Regions from separate parts of the Ovis aries genome. Here region 2 is linked to region 1. The links are chromatin contacts, called in public Hi-C maps. All regions are on one chromosome and are shown on one strand. Each heading gives the region's core, a stretch centred on a gene start, on an enhancer-like site or on the middle of the called end of the contact. The rest is flanking DNA. Distances are from core to core; before and after follow the strand shown.

Region 1 (6,335 bases), core at 706-3,205:
TTATTTTATCTGGGAAACCTACTTGCTCGTGGGTGTGTGCATTGGCAGATAAAGTGTGTGGGTTGGTGAGTTGTTTGTATATACTTACATGACTGTAGGTGAGTGAGAGTATGTGTGTGTATAGATCAGAAATTACAACCTCTTAAATTTAGAAAAATTGTGAAATGGCATAACTCATGAATACACATCCATCATACGTAAACATATATACTGCCTTTCTGTACTGTTAGTGTACAGATAGGTCTCCTTTAACAAATATATAATATTTGAAACACATTATGTTTTAAGTGAGTTAGATGTCTTTCCTGAACAGTGTTTATGTTATTAATTTTCTTTGTAGTGCTCCCTTTTCAAACATGTTACAAAAGTAGTCTTCAATCAAGGTTTAATTACTGTTATTTTCAAAGCAGTTGGATCTGAAATAATGAGGCTTTACTGATATTTTCCTATTCTTTAGCCATAGAAGTTAATGATAGTTCTTTCCATCAAGTTGAAACGAAGTAGAAGATAAGCAGTATAAATAATTATGTCTTAGGTACTTTTCTAGAAAATATTTCATCTTCTGGTCCAACTGGAAAAATAAGCAATTGGTAATTCCTAATGAGTTGGTACTATTCAGGACTTTTTTGAGGTGACCTTCCATTTTTGAGATAAAGAAATTCTGATGGGATTAAGTAGATATCTCTTCTGCATTCTATATATGGCTTTGTGTGAGAAAGAACAAGATGGTTCTAAGTGGGTAACTTGGCAGAAATATTGGCAATAGATGATTTTATGGGAGACAGTGTGTGGGATAAGAGTGAGCTTAGCCTTAAACGTAGAAATCTGGCCTCTTTGTACCTAACACCAAGAAAGAACAGTGTGAGTTTCCCCATATTGTTGTTCCAAAGGTGTGGCAACAATATCAAAAGCAAAAATCCATTGTTGGAACAATGTACCTCAGGTTGAAGCCTTCAAGCATGGCTTTCAGGTAATGAATTAAGTCCTGATTTCGGATGAAGGAAGGCTTAATAGCTGGTAGGTGACCTTTTATTATTTTTCTTTCACTTAAAAGATTAAGCTGTATTTAGGATAGAGTTGGAGAGAGAACAAAGAGTCAGTAAGTTAGCAGCATAGTCTATTGAGTCATGAGAAAATAGAGGCTGTGCACACACAGAACAGCTCTGCTTGGCTTACACACAAGTCTGTGCCTTAAATGCCAAAGGTGCCATCACTTCTTCCCTCTCTCCTTTTCTCATTTTATCATTGATATTTTCCTATCCTTTCAGTAGGTAAAACTTCCTTGCCTTTCTCCCCCTGAAACTGCTGCGAACATTACCTATGGCCTCCACTTTGCTAAATCTAAAGCTCAACTCTCTGCTTTGGTCTAACTTGGCCTTTCAGCAGAGTTGACACACTTGATGACTCTCTTCTAGCAAACACTTTCTTCTCTTGACTCCCAGGCCCTCACAACTCCTTGGTTGCCCTCTGACTTCACTCATGGGTCACTCTTTCCCAGACGCTTGCTGCTTCATTTTCTCTTCGTGGATGTGCTGAGGACTCAGACCCTACAGCGCCTGCTCTTCTCAACTTGATTCCCTTTCCTGGAAACCTCATCTGGTCTCATGTGCTCACAGCTCCCACGTGGACATCTCTGGCCCACGTCCCTGAATTCCAGACCCATGCAGTCACTCATCTCTTGTGTGTGTCTACACTTCAATCATCACCTGTCTAAATGCAGACTCTGGATCTGGCCTTCAAGTCCGCTTCCCTTGGAGTTATTTGTATCAATTAAGGACAACTTCATTCTTCCAAGTGCAGGAAACATCCCTGACTCCTCTCTTTCCCTCACATTTTACCTCTAAGCTTCAAGAAATCATGAGACCCAGGTCTTATTACACTTCTCACCACCTCACTGTTACCCTTCTAGTCTGACCCACCAGTGCCCCTTGCGTGGGTTATTGCAGCTGCCTTGTAACTGGTCTCCAGGCTTCTGCCCACTTCTCAGTTGGCTCAGAGAGTGACTGGCGTGAGGTCGTTCAGTACATCGGTCAGATCACGTCACTTCTTGGCTCCAAACCCTCAGCGACTCCCAGTTTCCCTTAAAGGCCAAAGTCCTTCTCTAGACCTGAGGGGCTCTGTAAGATCTGACCTTTCTGCCTATACCTCCCTGGCTTCCTCTCCTATTAAATCCTTCACTGCATGTACAGTGGCCTCTGCTTTTCCTTACACATTCCAGATGTGATCTGTTTCCATTTTAGGGCCTTTGCGCCTGGTGTTCCATCTGCCTTCAATGTCTTTGCCCCAGACATGTGTGTAATTAACTCCTTCATTGCAAGCCCTTTCTCCAGTGTCACCTTCTTCCTCATGACCCTAATGACTAGTGCAGTCTGTTCCACCCCAGCACTCCTTATCCCCCTCTTATTTTTCTATAATACTTATCATCTATTAACATACTATATGGTATGGTTATTTACTATGCTTGTTTTTAAGAATAATTCTTTATTTTTGGCTGTGCTGGGTCTCCACTGCTGGGCAGGCTACTCTCTAGATGCAGTATGTGGGCCTCTCATTGTAGGGCACTCGGGCTTCAGTAGTTGATGTGTGTGGGCTCTGTAGTTGAGGCTCCTGGGCTCTGGAGTTGTGGCGCACAGGCTTAATTGCTCCGAAGCATGTGGGATCTTCCTGGATGAGGGGTCCAACCTGTGTCTCCTGCATTGGCAGACGGATTCTTTACCACCGAGTCACTAGGGAAGCCCTATTTTTTATTGTCAGCTTCTCCTACTAGAATGCAATCTTCATGAGCACAGGGGCTTTTGGCTGTTTTGTGTCCTAAAGTCTGGTGTGGTTGATGGCACAAGTTCTCAGTAGCTATGTGCTGAATGAATAAGAGAAAATTGTGGATGCTGGGAGCTGTGGGCTGGCTTTCTCCTATGTACTGAGACTTGTTCTGTGTCAAGCCTTTTTCCCCTTAAGACCTCACTTTCTGAAGTGTTTGTTGTGGGAGCTGGGGCTAGAGTGAAGTCTCCCTTGGGATAGTTTCTGGGAGGAGGAGGAAAAAGAGAAGGGAAAGCCTTTCCTGCTATTGCCATAATGCATTGGCTTGTATCAGCTTGAGTGATGGAGCCAGGTAATCAGCGGGCCTGGCCTGGTCTGATATAGTTTGTATCCTGATGTTTTTATTTAACATTATCTCATGAGTACTTGCCCCACTTTTTCTTTTCTGTTTTTTATGAATATATTTTAACAGCTACATATTTAAAATATGGTCCTAATGACTCAGCCTTGAAAGCTGACATGTGTAAGCATGGAGGTGATCTTGGATTGCGTTTAAATATTTATTTTAAAAAATGTCTCTTGGTTTCATTATTTTAAAAATAATTTTTATTTCCTTTTGGCTGTGCTGGGTCTTCACTGTTTCGAGGGCTCTTCTCTCGTGGTGAGTGGCGGCTACTCTCTCGCTGCAGTGCACAGGCTTCTCACTGTGGTGGCTTCTCTTGTTATGGAGCTCAAGCCCGAGGGCTTCAGTAGTTGCAGCTCTTGAACTCTGCTGCTGCTGCTAATTCGCTTCAGTCGTGTCTGACTCTGTGTGACCCCACGGATGGCAGCCCACCAGGCTCTGCCATCCCTGGGATTCTCCAGGCAAGAGTACTCTGCTGCTGCTGCGAAGTTGCTTCAGTCGTGTCTGACTCTGTGTGACCCCATGGATGGAAGCCCACCAGGCTCTGCCGTCCTTCTCCAGGCACAAGAGTACTCTAGAGCTCAGTAATTGTGGAGGAAGGGCTTAATTGCTCCACAGTATGTGGGATCTTCCCAGATCAGGGATAGAACATGTGTCTCCTGCATTGGCAGGCGGATTTTTTTTCTTTGTTTCCTTCAAACCACTGAGCCACCAGAGAAGCCCTAAATACTTTTTTATTTGGCTGCATGGGGTCTTAGTTATGGCATGCAGGATCTCCGAACTTCCATGCAGTATGTGGGATCTTCAGTTGCAGTATGTGGAATCCAGTTCCCCTATTAGGGATGGAACTTGGGACCCCTGCATTAGGAGCATGGAGTCTTAACTAGAGTTTGGTTCTCTGGGTGATCCTGGCTCCAGCCCTTCCCAGCTGTGTGGCATGAGGCAATTCACTGAACTCATGCTTAGTTTCCTCCTCTGTCAAATGGCAATAGTACCAGTGCCTGTAGAGGACATGCATCTGTCACAGAAACAGGGTTATTCTGGAGAAATGAGAGTTTGCTCTTAGAACCTTTCTGTTCCCTGTCAACTTCAGACCAGCAGGATCAGTGATACCTGGGGGGGCTGGTCAGTAATAGACTCTGAGACCCCACCCAGACCTGCCCAACCCGAATCTGCCTTCTGACGAGCTCCTCAGGTTTTTCCTTGCACACCGATGTCCCAGAAACAGTGACTTCAAACACTGGCTGGGACGTAACCAAAGACTGCCTGATGCTGGTTTTGTTTTGGAGCAGTTCTGCCTTTGGACCAGTTAGAAACATACTTCTTGTCTGTGTCAAGCAAGCTTTTCTAGTATTAATAAGTACCTGTGGGATCCCAGGCCCTTCATGGCACATCTCTGGGCTTCAGCGTCCTCATCTTGATGTGAAAGTCAGAAACGAGTCATTTCAGAAGCAACCTGCCAGCTCTGGCCTTCTGGGATTTGGTTCTCCTCATCAATTCATATTTTACTGAATGGTAGTGGTCTAGTTGCCAGGTCCTGTCTGACTCTTGTGACTCCATGGACTGGAGCCTGCCAGGCTCCTCTGACCATGGGATTTTCCAGGCAAGAATACTGGAATGGGTTGCCATTTCCTTTTCCAGGGGATCTTCTTGATCCAGGAATTGAACCTGGGTCTCCTCCATTTCAGGCAGATTCTTTTTTTTTTTTTTAAATTTTTATTTTTACTTTATTTTACTTTACAATACTGTATTGGTTTTGCCATACATTGACATGAATCCACCACGGGTGTACATGCGTTCCCAAACATGAACCCCCCTTCCACCTCCCTCCCCATAACATCTCTCTGGGTCATCCCTGTGCACCAGCCCCAAGCATGCTGTATCCTGCATCGGGCATAGACTGGCGATTCGTTTCTTACATGACAGTATACATGTTTCAATGCCATTCTCCCAAATCATCCCACCCTCTCCCTCTCCCTCTGAGTCCAAAAGTCCGCTCTACACATCTGTGTCTCTCGCTGTCTTGCATACAGGGTCATCATTGTCAGGCAGATTCTTTACTGATAGGGAGTTTTAAAAGACTAGGATTTCTTTTGGAAACTGGATAAGAGTACAGCCTTGGAAAAATGTTCACAAATACTCTTGTGCAAGCTAACCATGCCAGGGGGACTGGTCTTTTCTAAATCTTCCAGGTGCATCTTACTCTGTTTTAATGTCTTGCTTGACAGTACTCTTAAGAACCAGCAGGATTTGGGTGCTTTTGGTAGAAGCTACTCTACTTAAGTAATCATTAACCTTTTTAGAACAAAAACAATGGCCCTTAAAATGATCTATCTTTCAGTGACATAATTGCTTCATAGGCTATATATCAGAGAGAACAACTAATTCTAAAAGATTAATCTTGTAAAATGCAGTCAGTAATCATGGTCTACTAGCCTGGAAGGGATCCTAGAAAATAGTTCTTATTTTATAGACCAGAAAAATGAAAAGGATGGTGCCTTTCTTGAAAACATGTCCATGACCACTTTTGAGATTTCCAACATCTTTCTACCAGCAACTAAATGGAGGTCAAACTTCTTGGGCTGGTTGATAGTCTTGACTCATGTTGGTTTGGCTTAAGATTATTTGCTGTGTACTGAATTGTGTTCCCTCAAATTCCTATCTTAAAGCCCTAACCCTCAATGCATCTGTATAAGGAGGTAGGACCTTTAGGGAGATAATTAAGGTTAAATGAGGTCATAAGGGTGGAGCTATGATCCATTAGGACTCATGTCCTTATAAGAAGAGGAAGAGACACCTGAGAGCTCTCTCTGTACACAGAGAAGATAGGCCACATCAGGTACACCGTGAGAGGGTTGCTGTTCAGTCACTCCATTGTGCTCAACTCTTTGAGACCCCACGGACTGCAGCACGCCAGGCTTCCCTATCCATCACCAACTCCCAGAGCTTACTCAAAATCATGTCCATTGAGTCAGTGATACCATCCAACCACCTCATCCTCTGTTGTCCCCTTCTCCTCCTGCCCCCAATCTTTTCCCAGAATCAGGGACTTTTCCAGTGAGTCATGTATTTGCATCAGATGACCAAAATACTGGAGCTGCAGCTTCAGCATCAGTCGTTTCAGTGAATATTCAGAGTTGATTGATTTGATCTCCTTGCTGGAGATTAGATAATA
Region 2 (5,938 bases), core at 1,207-3,706, 280 kb after region 1:
TGTGAGCCCGTGAGCTATAGCCCACCAGGCTCCTCTATCCCTGGGATTTCCAAGGCAAGAATACTGAAGTGGGTTGCCAGGAGATCTTCCCGACCCAGGGTTCAAACCCACATCTCCTGCACTGGCAGGCATATTTACTACCACTGAGCCACCAGGGAAGCCCTCTCCATGCACTGCCCTTAGCCAAAGAAGGCCCCTTGGCCCAAGGTCAGGTGAACTCACTGAGCAGCACATATCCAATGACTAGTCCACTGTGGGGGATGTAAAGTTCTAGACCCCATGTCTCAATTGGAACAACTATTAGATTCCCTCTCAGCTCAGAAATGCCAGCAAAATCAGTTTCTTTGCAAGTCCCTGGAAATCCTCACTTCTCTCTCTGCTCAACCCAGCTTCCCACACTCTCTTACAAGTGTTCTTCTGGAGAACATTTGCCAATAAACCTTCTCTAGGCGAATCTCAAAGTCTGTTTCCTGGAGAACCTTAACTACAACAGGTCTCCTAGGTCTCTCTAGCTCTGCTGCTTGGGGGTTGAAATATGGAGGAAGCCACAGATGAGTTCCCCTGACTCAATGCTGGTGAGAATTATGAGCAAGTGGACTGTTCGTGGGTTTCCTGGGTATGGTGAGAGGTAAGGTTTTAGGTGGATGTCACAAAGGCAGGGACAGGATGGAAGATATGGTTGAATTTCAGAGGATCAGTTGGAGGCAAGACAGAGTCAGCATTGTGGGGGAGGGCTGGGGTGGCTACACACTGCCCATGCCTGTCCATGCTGGAAGGACTGGCCAGTAATGAACCCTTCAGCACATGCAGCAAGGCCAGAGGTCAAGTCTCAAACATCCAGCTGCACAAGACATCTTGTGAGAGACCAGTGAGGACCAGGGGATTGTTTTCAAACCAAATGCCCTTCTCTTGAGGTCAGGTGAACTGTACCCCAGCAGAAAATTAGAGCCGTTCCCCACTCTCCCTACCACCACCAGAGGGAGGGGGAAGAATGACTGAATATTTCTCCAGAGAGATCTGTATTCTATGAGAGGGACTGAGTTACACCAAGAGGGACAAATTTAAGAGTATTTTCCACTATCAGTGGTAATGAGTCTTCAGAGCTTCTAAGTGGTGTTAGAGAAATAAAACAGTTCCATTTTCACATATCTGAGGTGTGATGGTCCAGAAATATGCAACTAGAAAGAGGGAAGAGAGACCAAAATCATATTAGGGCAAAAAAGCCATAATTGTGATATGTGTATGTATATAAGTGAAAGTGTTAGTTGCTCAGTTGTCTGACTCTTTGCGATCCCATAGACTGGTAGCCCGCCAGGCTCCTCTGTCTACGGAATTCTCCATATATATACATGTGTGTCTGTGTGGATGTGTGTCTTAGTTGCTTAGATCTGTGTCTGACTCTTTGTGACCCCATGGACTGTAGCCAGCCAACCTCCTCTGTCCATGGAGTTTTCCAAAAAAGAATACTGTAGTGGCTGGCCATTTCCTTCTCCAGCGGATCTTCCTGACCCAGTGATGGAACCCAGGTCTCCTGCACTGCAGGCAGATTCTTTACCATTTGAGCTACAAGGAATGTACGTGTCACTTTCTTAAGAAGAAGAACCAGGCCTTGTAAGGGCTTTTACTGAACTGCTCCTATAATTTATGGACATTTCAGGTGAAAATTAGCTGAGCTGCCAGCTGATAGTACACTTTAGATACTGCCCTGGATGTTGGAAAGGCATTTCGCAGGGAGACAGCCAGAAACCTCCCAGTCTGGAGCACAACTGCATACTGTGATTTTGAGAGTGAACAGACAGTTTGAAGACCAGCTACAGTTGAGCCAAAGGAAACGTGCTAGAGAGAGGTTAAATTTCCCTGCTGGTAAAAGACAGCACAGCTCCTCTCCTCAGGCTTTTAGTTTTTCTAACTGTGTTTACATATGTATTTTTCTCCTATTTAATTCTCACCACAGCTCTAGGAGGCGATTAATGCTATCATCCTAATTTTACAGAGGAAGTGGAGGCTTAATGAGGTCCCACAGCAGCCAGCCAGGGCTCAAACCCAGGAAGCTGGCTCCAGGGCCCACGCACCTACCTCTGCAACCCACTGCCTCCCCTAGAATGTTGTGCCACCTTGTATGTGACAGAGTGGAATTGCATCAGGGCACATGAATCCGAAGAGTCATTTTAGCAAAGCCAGAGATAGAACTGTTGCCAAGGGCAGACGATGGATCAGCCAGGTGAGCCCAAACACAGAGTGATCACGAGTTACAATGGAAGATTTGACCCATTGGTAATGAATAGGGGTCAGTGGTAAAGACAGACTCCCTCTCATTTGGTGCAGCATGTAACACATGCGGTAATTAGTTATTTATGTACCTAAGTTCTTCATTTAGAAAGTCTGTATATGGTTACTTTCTAGGAGCCCTGTCACCTGTGCCCTGCACCATTGTATCCTTAATAGGAGTTTCTGTGGCTTGTCAATTAGTCCCTTTCACGTCACAAAAGAGGAGTGGCTTAGTAAGGAAGAGTCTGAGGCAAGCAGAAAGCTTCAAGTGTTCTGGTAACATGTGGACACTCCCAAGACTCAACAGTGGAAAATTCAACATTTGCCAAATCTCCAAGCCATGTTTATCAGCCAGATCATCTCTCCACCACCTTTATTCATGTTTTCTTTCCTTAGCAAAGTTACCATCAGTAGCAGCTTATGGTAACAATGGGATGCTAATAGTACACGTGTATAATACAGAACCGCAGAATTTATAACTCTTCATGCCGAAAAGCAAATAGGTTCAGGAATACTTTAGAACTTCTCGTTTTAACTTTCCTCCTGATAGAATCTATTTGTATCCCTGGTTTTAGCCTCGCAGACTTGGAGGGAGTGGTGAAAGATGAACGGGCTCAGCCACAAGGGGAGAAGAACGTCACCCAGCCCCTAGAATAGCAACAGCAATAAATATGGTCATGTCGCTCTTCTGCTGAGGCCAAAACGACAGACGGGATCACATTTGCGGCACCCAGCGCCTGCTGGCTCTGTGGAGCTGGCTCAGGGCTTTGGAGGAAACATGCACAGAAGTTGATGCTGACCAAGCGGCTTGATTTTGGAGCTGTGACTTAGCATACAAAGAAGAGGAGTGGGTGGCGGGGTGTACAGAGCCCACCGCAGAGCTAGGGGGACTCAGCACCCTTCTGGTCGCAGGGAGGTTCGTTCTAAATCGGCTTTCCGGACAGCTGGCTCAGGGCTCTGGAGAGCTGAGCCCAGAACTTCCCCGCATGTCTGCCTGAGAACTCGCTGTTATCTGCAGCTGCCGTGGCCGTCAAGGCACATGCGTAATGAGGAAGGTGAATAAGAGGGCTCTCGTTGGTCATCGGTTATTTAAAGCGCACCCATCGGATTTCAGCCGCTTCATTGTACAGAATCAGCACCTTTGCCCGGCAGGTCTCGGGGGAAGCAGCATATCCTTGCCTTCAAACCTCCCTGGTCTCCCTTGGCAGATCGAACACTGGTTTTTCACCATTTTTGCAGTTCCAAGTGCTACATCTTCCCATGTCCCTTTTCATGTATTCTTCAGTTTCATATACTATATGGCCACGTCTCTGGGTGGCTGTGGTTTTGCCATCTTTACATTCTTTGGCCATGTGGATTTGGTCAAATTGGGCTTTTCCATTTTTTGTAACTTGCATACAGCAATAGTTTTTTTCAGGCTGAAAACAGTTTAAGCTAATATATGGTCCTGACTTTTTTCCATGTGTTTTAAAAACTAAACCATCACCTGAATTTGATGAGTTTTGCTTTTTCTGTTAAACTTTCTTGCTCTAAAAGGATTTCATTTCTTATATGAAGCCCAGCTCCTTCTGTCTGGATCTTTCATTTGGTCTCTCCAACCAGTCCCGAATGTCATGCAATAAGTCATTGGAAACAGGTTCGCAACGGTCATGTGTCACCTGTCTCCCTCATGTAGCTTTTTTTTTTAATGTTTAATTTATTTATTTGGCTGTTCCAGGTCTTAGTTGTGGCATGCAGGATCTTCAGCTGCGGCCTGCGAACTCTTAGTTGCAGCATGTGGGGTCTAGTTCCATGCATGCTCAGGCACTCAGTTATGTCTCACTCTTTTTAAGTCCATGGACTGTAGCCCGCCAGGCTCCTCTGTCCATGGGATTTTTCCAAGCCAAAATACTGGAGTGGCTTGCCATTTCCTCCTCCAGGGGATCTTCCCAACCCAGGGACTGAACCTGAGTCTCATGCATTTCCTGCATGGGCAGGCGGATTCTTTACCACTGAGCCATCAAACCTGGGCCCCCAGCATTGGGAGCATAGAGTCTTAGCCACTGGACCACCAGGGAAGTCCCTCTTCATGTCACTTCATAAACACAGGTTCAGTTCCATGCTTTCATCTGTTTCAGTTACTGTACATGCTTAGGAGTTAAATGAATCTTTCTCCGTGGATCACAATATTGCTTTTATTCAGAAAATGCAGTATGTAAAAAGTGAAAGGAAATGTTGCTTTAGACTTTGGTATCGGAATGTAAACTTCAGCGCTATTTTATTGTCACTATTATCTCATGCTTCTTTAGGATCTTACTAAGACTAAAGAGATAAATGAAGTAGCTTTTATAGCCCTAGCTGTCATGTTTGTTCTCTCAACGTCCCTGGTGACGTTGGGTGGTTAAGAAAAAAGAACCACGCTAGTGTGTTGAAGTCGGTGCCAAAGGAACAGAGATGACAATTTGGTGCCTGGGATCTGCTGCTGCCCAGAACCTTATCTGGTCCTATTTATACATTCACAAAGCAAAATCTGACTTAGAGCAATCCTTGTAACATTAGCTTTTCTTTCTTTAAAGCTCATGTCTCTGAGCTTTAATGCCATTTTTCTCATGTGGCCAGGGACAATGCGGGCATAAATTAGCTTCTCTGCTTATTATTTAGTGACTAAAAGAACACAAAAGCAAGGACACTGGAAAAAGAAATTCCAATGTATTATTAAATATTCTAATTTGAATTACCAGGATAAATGCCAAATAATCATAAATGCCTGGAAAGAGTCCTATAAATGTACAAAGAAAGTGACAGAAGGAGGTGTCCTGGAAGACAACTTGAATCATTTATTGAGAAGCAGGAAGAAAAGTATCTTCCGCAGTGTGTGTGCTTAGTCGCTTAGTCGTGTCTGACTCTTTGTGACCCGATGACTGTTGCAGGCCAGTCTCCTTTGTCCATGGGATTCTCCAGGCAAGAATACTGGTGTGGGTTGCCATGCCCTCCTCCAGGGGATCTTCCCAACCCAGGGATTGAACCCAGATCTCCTGCATTGCAGGCAGATTCTTTACCATCTGATCCACCAGGGATGCCTGTCTTCCACTGAGAGGAAAGCAATTGGTTAGGATGAAAGGATGATCAGTACCTAAGCACACTGTCAATTAGTAAGAAAACATTAACTTCAGGAAACATAACTAATCAAAATGCAATTTCAGACATAAGCAGTAAGTATCCTCTATGGAATATGCTTGTTTTTTCACATCTAAATATCCTTGAGGCTTTCATCACTGCAAACATTTATGAATAGATCTCTCTATTATTGTAACATTAATGAAAGAAATGTTGGTGATACTATTCAAATACCAGTAGAGCAAGCTGCTAAGTGACTCCTTTTTTTTTTCTCTTTGATTTCTTTGCCCTCATAAATGATATTCACTAATACTAACATAATCACCAAAGTACTTTTTTAGTGATGTACTCCAATGAGCACAATGTGAAGTCCAGAAATGAACATGGTGGGGTGGGGAGGCTAAGTTGCAGTTTGGGTGCTTACTTATTTGTATGAGTTTGAAAATTTTCCTGACTTCTCTGTGCCTCAATATCCTCATTTAAAACACAGGGAGGATATCTCCCCTGCTCTAGGGGAGTTTGCAAGTGTTACAATAGAGTCCACATACAAAGTCTTCGACATAGGTCCTGATGC

The links. A called contact is a pair of places that touch in the nucleus more often than the background predicts.
Region 2: a Hi-C map of muscle shows a contact between it and region 1, with 8 times the contacts expected there. The contact joins two enhancer-like sites. A contact is called at or near these places in 5 of 16 Hi-C or Micro-C datasets (hypothalamus, liver, muscle and 2 more).

The regions. Positions count from the first base shown.
Region 1 is chr9:50,327,811-50,334,145 of ARS-UI_Ramb_v3.0, forward strand. No RefSeq gene overlaps it. Among named protein-coding and RNA genes, the nearest start is that of TRNAE-UUC, 22 kb to the left of the region's middle. Within about 2 kb of position 1,956, at least 1 of the 54 cell types and tissues checked has an H3K27ac peak or open chromatin away from gene starts, as enhancers often do. A contact at or near this core is called in muscle, where this site is marked.
Region 2 is chr9:50,609,860-50,615,797 of ARS-UI_Ramb_v3.0, forward strand. The region is part of intron 2 of GDAP1 (ganglioside induced differentiation associated protein 1); the gene reads left to right. Among named protein-coding and RNA genes, the nearest start is that of GDAP1, 22 kb to the left of the region's middle. Within about 2 kb of position 2,457, at least 3 of the 54 cell types and tissues checked have an H3K27ac peak or open chromatin away from gene starts, as enhancers often do. A contact at or near this core is called in muscle, where this site is marked.